2 separate regions of the Sus scrofa genome follow, and region 1 is linked to region 2. Evidence: chromatin contacts called from public HiChIP or PLAC-seq data. All regions are on one chromosome and are shown on one strand. The core of a region is the stretch at or near the end of the contact, and the rest is flanking DNA. Distances in the headings are between cores, read along the strand shown. Region 1 holds the start of FKTN (fukutin). Region 2 holds the start of FSD1L (FSD1-like protein).

Region 1 (2,737 bases), core at 12-2,511, 84 kb after region 2:
ATTGAGGTGTATCAAAGAAAAGTGATTGTAATCAAGCAGGACCCTATGGAGCCTTCCTGGGACAGACCACCCCTTCCCCCTATGTTCTTCACTTGCTCTCTTTCATAAAAAAAGCTTTAGCCTCCCAGGTCTCTCAAGAATCTCAAAAGGCTGGCTCAAGAGTTAATGATTGGGGGAGTTCCCGTCGTGGCTCAGTGGTTAACGAATCCAACTAGGAACCATGAGGTTGCGGGTTGGATCCCTGGCCTTGCTCAGTGGGTTAAGGATCTGGCATTGCCGTGAGCTGTGGTGTAGGTTGCAGACGCAGCTCGGATCCCACATTGCTGTGGCTACAGCTCCCATTAGACCCCCAGCCTGGGAATCTCCATATGCCGCAGGAGTGGCCCAAGAAATGGCAAAAAAAAAAAAAAGACAAAAGTGATTGGGAAAGGTGATGTAGAAACAAAGTTGTTGAGCTGGGATATCGGCAACAATTTACACTATAAAACAGCCTACAAAGAGTCAACAAATTCCCAGTTCCCTGAAAAATATAAATAAAAGTCTGACACACACTCCTAAGTTGTTTTAACAGGAAGCAGACCCTAACCAGATGAAAACTGAGAATAACAAGCATCTAGACTGTACACTGGTTGAAATCAAAATTGGTGATGCTGGAAACTTCACCTTGACGTCAACTAATCCAAGCTGATTAGCTGTGCACAAGCTGATCACATATCCTGCCCCCCTCTCTCACACTGTCTTTTTAACTTTTGTCTCCTGACCTGCAGTTTGGAGATGGTCTTAGGACATTAGTCCACCATCTTCTCAGGTTGCTGGTCTCCTGAATAAAGCAACTTTTCATTTCCCACTAACGCTTGTCTCTCGAGTATTGGCCTTTCTAGTGGCAAGCAGCTGAACTTGGGTTCAGTATTGGCCTTGTCATCTGGTTACAAACAGAATAAACTTGTATGTATACAAAAAACTTATCGAAGGAAAACCAAGAAACTGATAAGGATCATAATAACCCCTGGAAAATGGGAAAGAAAAAGACTTCATTTTATACTTTACCCCAAAAAACCAGAGTCTAGAGTCCGTGGGTATTATTGAATACACAGTAAGTGGCATTGTGCTACTTGATAGATGTATGTATCATCAAGTTGGAAACCAAGTTAGTCCACTAAAAATAACTCAGGGTGTAATAAAACATGTATACAACATTCTGTACTATTTTAATAAATGAATTTTATGTATCAGTACTCTCTAGTATAATAAAAGGCTAATTTCAAAATGCAAAAAAAAAGTTTAGAAAACACTCAAATACATGAGGGGAGTCTTTTCAGTTTTCACCATGGGTTGATAATAGTAATTTTTGTAGAAAGCCTAAAATGACAGTAATTTGTTTAGTGTTTTATAGTTTACAAAATTGTCAAAATTGACTCCTATCTGATTTTTAACAATACTTTGGATTACACAGTTGAAAGTTAAACAGCCAGGTCCAGAACTGATTGTGTGTACACTTCCAGACTTTAACAAGAGTATAACTGTCCCCTGGAGCTTGGATGTCTCGCAGAGGCCTGAACCTCAAGAGCAATATTAACATTTCCCACTCCATTCCCCGACCTCATCTGATGGTAAGCAAAACCAGAATTCAGGGAGTTACTCTGAATCCTGCTGCAAAGCACACACTAAAAAATTATCAACTGTTTATCTGAACTTCATATTTAACTGGTGTCCTATATTTTTATCTGGCAAACTCACACGCTTTGGGAAACAGCTGGTGCCTCTCCAATCCTTGGACCACTTCTTAAAATCTCAGGACGCTTCAGTGCGCTGCTGTAGTTGTTACCTAGGCAAGACAGAAAAGGGCTTTGGCTATGTGGCTAGATCCCCAAAGCTAGAAAAGCGCCGGTGCTCAGTCAATTTCGGGCAGTGAGGAAGCGTCAAGAGTCGTGAACTGGACAGAGTCAGGGTGCCTGCAACGCTTCAACGTCTGCAACACCAACCAGACCGGAACGTACGACTGCACTTGACGGCCCCTTTTGCAGCGGTTACTGTTAAGTGCCGTAAAGTGGGGTTGCCGCCGCTCTCGGGTGAGGTAAGGTGTAGGGAAGCTCAGTTTGGTCGCCGGGGATGGGCGGGCATCTCATGGCGAGTGTTGCTGGTGGCTCGGGGCCGGTCATTGGGCATCCCTCAGCCTTTTGGGCACCCCCCGCAGGCCCAGTCGGGTCACAGGTCGAGGCGCTAAGGGCGGGGGCGGGGGGGTACTCACTGAGGAGTCCACGAGCAGCTGGTGGTGGACGTGCGCTCCGCGGTCTTTTCCACGCTCCTGGGCGTGTTAGCGAGATAATCCTCATTCCCTAACAGATTTGGTACTGAAGCGCAGTCGAGACTCTTAGGACCTGCGTGGGGTAGCGACGTGTGAGTAGAGTCGTGAGAGCCGTCTCGGAATTTGCAAGAGGAGCTAGGGAGAATGGGGGGCGGAGGGAGAAAGAGCGATTGCAGATTGTCAGACCAATGCTTGCATAGGTACAGAGGCTCGAGAGGGTCTATCAGATTTGAGCATCACTGCGTATTAAGAAAATTGCCGGAGGGACGGGTGCAGGGAAGGGAGGGCCGGCTATGTGTTGGGAGCTAACGTTGGGTCTCAGCTGGAAAGGACCTTGAAGCCTTGTGAAGGAGTGTGGAGAGCTTCCGTAGGCAGTGGGGGAGCTGCAGCAGCTTTCTGGACAGGGGGTAATTTAACCATCCCTTTCTCTTT
Region 2 (2,719 bases), core at 170-2,669:
CCTGGACCCTGGCCTTCAAGCCTGACCTTGTTTTTCCTTTTTTTCACTTCATCCCATTTGTTGTATGTGTCTGTCCAGTTAAAAAAGGATTTATTGAACTAGATGGCAGGCCCTGTACTGGGGATACAGACATAGGTAAAAGAAATCTCAACCCACAAAGTAGTTGGAGAGACCCATGTACAAATATAAATACGGCCTTGTAGGATAAAGGCTGTTTCTTAAACATAAAGATCATGCCCTCTCAGGACCTTTGTATTTGCTGTTTTTTTCTGTCTAGAATGTTTTTTTCTAGATCTTTGTACAGTTATTCTCTCACTTGACTCAGGTCACTCCTGAGAGAGACCTTCCCACACCCTCCTACAGAAAATGGAGCCCTCACAATTCTTTGAGTCCATTTATCCCATGTAATTTTTCTTTATAAAACTTCTAATCACCATATATATTATATATATATAATGCACCATATATATTATATATATATATAATGGCTTGTCACCGCTGATTCTCAGTCCACTGAATTCGTACCCAATAGATACTCAATATATACTTCCCTTTTGTTCATTTATCGTGATTGCCCAGTTGAACTTTTTTGAGCCTCTCTGGAATCATCGAAATGTAGGATGAGGCCTGTTTGCTTTGGGGAAGAACATTTTCAAGCCTACCTTCCCAAGCTTTCTAGTCTGCTTTGTCCCCTAGGTCCATATTGAGCAGATTCTAGTTTCCCACTAAAAACTGTAATTTTTGAGAATTAACTATGCATTGGGCACTCCCACTATGTTATTTAATCTTCAAAATGTTCTTGCAAAGTCAGCATTATTTCTCTTATTTTACGGAAGATGAAACAGGTTCAGGGAGAATACTTGCTCAAAATTTCCCAGGGGGCTATCTGGGAAAGGTCTACCAGGCTCCAGTCTACCCAAGTTTCTGTCACATTCCTATAGGCTTTCCCCATGTTTCCACTAAATCCCTTTCCCAGCCCTTTGCTTCTCACTGGGCTGCTGGGCCCGGTCTAGCCTGGCTGCTCCTCCAACGCTAGTGTGGAGAGATGCTTCAGATGCTTTCAGGATGGATGGGGGCTGATGTATCTCCAGGGCCAGAGCTCCCCCCTGCAGTCCCCGCGCCCTCCCCATGGACCTGGCTGCTGGAAGAAGCCCAATGGTCCATCTCAAGGCCTGGAGGAAAAAGGACGGGGAAGAAGGGAGAGTTATCTTCAAAGGACCGTCTGGACAGAAGGGCAAGCACCCGTTTCTCCCTACAGCTCCCTCGCAGCACAGGCAGGACAAGTACCCCCAACGCCCCGCCGCATCCCGACTGGCTGCAAGACGCATGCGCAAGGCGCTCCTCGCCCCCTCCCTTCTCGGGCCGCCCTTTCACCCTGGCAACCGCGGCGCGACTACGGCGCGCGCTGGGCTGGGCGCGGACGGGGCGGGGCCGGGCGGCGCCGGTGCGGGCTGAGGCCGAGGCGGTGGTGGCTCAGCAGAGCGGCGGCTCTCGGGTAGCGGTCTCGGTGTGTCCAACCTCCCTCTGCCTACTCGCAAGGTTCCTCGACGCGGTTCGGGTCCAGTGGACCTAACCCTTTGCCATGGACTCCCAGAAAGTAAGCGGGAGTGAGGGGCGCGGGGCCCCTGAGGCCGGGCGGAGGGTGGGCGGGGCGCCTGGGGCCGGGTGGGCGGTGGGCGGTGGGCTCGCGGGGCGGCCCGGGCATGGCTGGGCTGTGGCTGCCACTGCGGAGCGCAAGGCCGCCCGACTCCTTCCTGGGTGAGAGCAGAGCGGCGCCTGCCGGATTGCGGGGACCGCGCCCGTTGACCCTGGATTGCCTCTGCCCTGCACTTTGTCCTGGGCACTGACTCCTGAGCGGGAATCGGGAGCCATCCCCATTTTTCAGTCTATCATTTTCTGCAGCGCTCTAGGCCCCCTTTGATTCTCACAGCCTCCCATCGTGCTTAATCCATCCTCAGTAGAAGAGGAAACTAAGGCACATGGGGGTCTGTTTGCTGACGCCCTGTGCTCGACCCACTCTTCTCCTGTCTTTGCACAATACGTGCTTTTTTAGGTCGGAACCAGATATCCTTGGTATCCCCCCCTCCGCGCGCCTTCTCCACCCGCTCCCCTCCCCCCGCCCCCTGCTCCCCGCTCCTAGGGACCAGTTCACACGCACGTCTTAGTGTTTAGTGCTGGTTGAATTGAGCGAAAAGACTGACAGTTTGTCAAGGCAGCGGTCCCACCCTCTGTCCACTTCTATGTTGCTGGTCACAGTTACCTTAATGGTTGTCTTGGCATGTTTTATACTTTCCGAACAAGTTAAGGAAAGGGTATATAGAACTAGCTGTTTCTATTAACAACAATAACAACAACAAAATATTTAGAGAATATAGCCAGTGTTTTGAATACAAGTATAAGTGAGTTATTAATATTGTCGTAATTCTTATCTGGAAATCAACCTCCCTGTTCTCTTTGTTAGATTATAGTAATTGAAATATAGTGCGGTATAGGAAGAAAACACAAGTGTTATTAATAATGTAACAAGGAAAAACAAGGGCATATCCAAGAGGCCATTCTTTTCTATTATTAGATAGAAAGTACTGGAAAGACTTAGTACAACAATGTTTTCTGTAATTTTGCCTCGATTCACTTCCTTGAGGAGCACTGGGGGATGAGGGAATATTGTAGTGACGTGTTAAGTATAAACTAGTATAGTATTTAGCAAAAGTCCTGTGAT

Evidence for each region. HiChIP or PLAC-seq counts read pairs in DNA pulled down with a chosen protein or histone mark.
Region 1: a contact with region 2 is called in an H3K27ac HiChIP or PLAC-seq map of alveolar macrophages. The contact joins the promoter of FKTN here to the promoter of FSD1L in region 2. A contact is called at or near these places in 1 of 5 promoter capture datasets (liver), 3 of 47 Hi-C or Micro-C datasets (embryonic fibroblasts, epiblast stem cells and psoas muscle) and 2 of 2 datasets of contacts at active chromatin or transcription factors (alveolar macrophages and skeletal muscle).

The regions. Positions count from the first base shown.
Region 1 is chr1:246,851,126-246,853,862 of Sscrofa11.1, forward strand. It overlaps FKTN (fukutin), which reads left to right and starts at 1,262. Exons shown (of 11, transcript XM_013993732.2): 1 at 1,262-1,610.
Region 2 is chr1:246,766,728-246,769,446 of Sscrofa11.1, forward strand. It overlaps FSD1L (FSD1-like protein), which reads left to right and starts at 1,420. Exons shown (of 14, transcript XM_005660313.3): 1 at 1,420-1,597. The coding sequence starts at 1,583.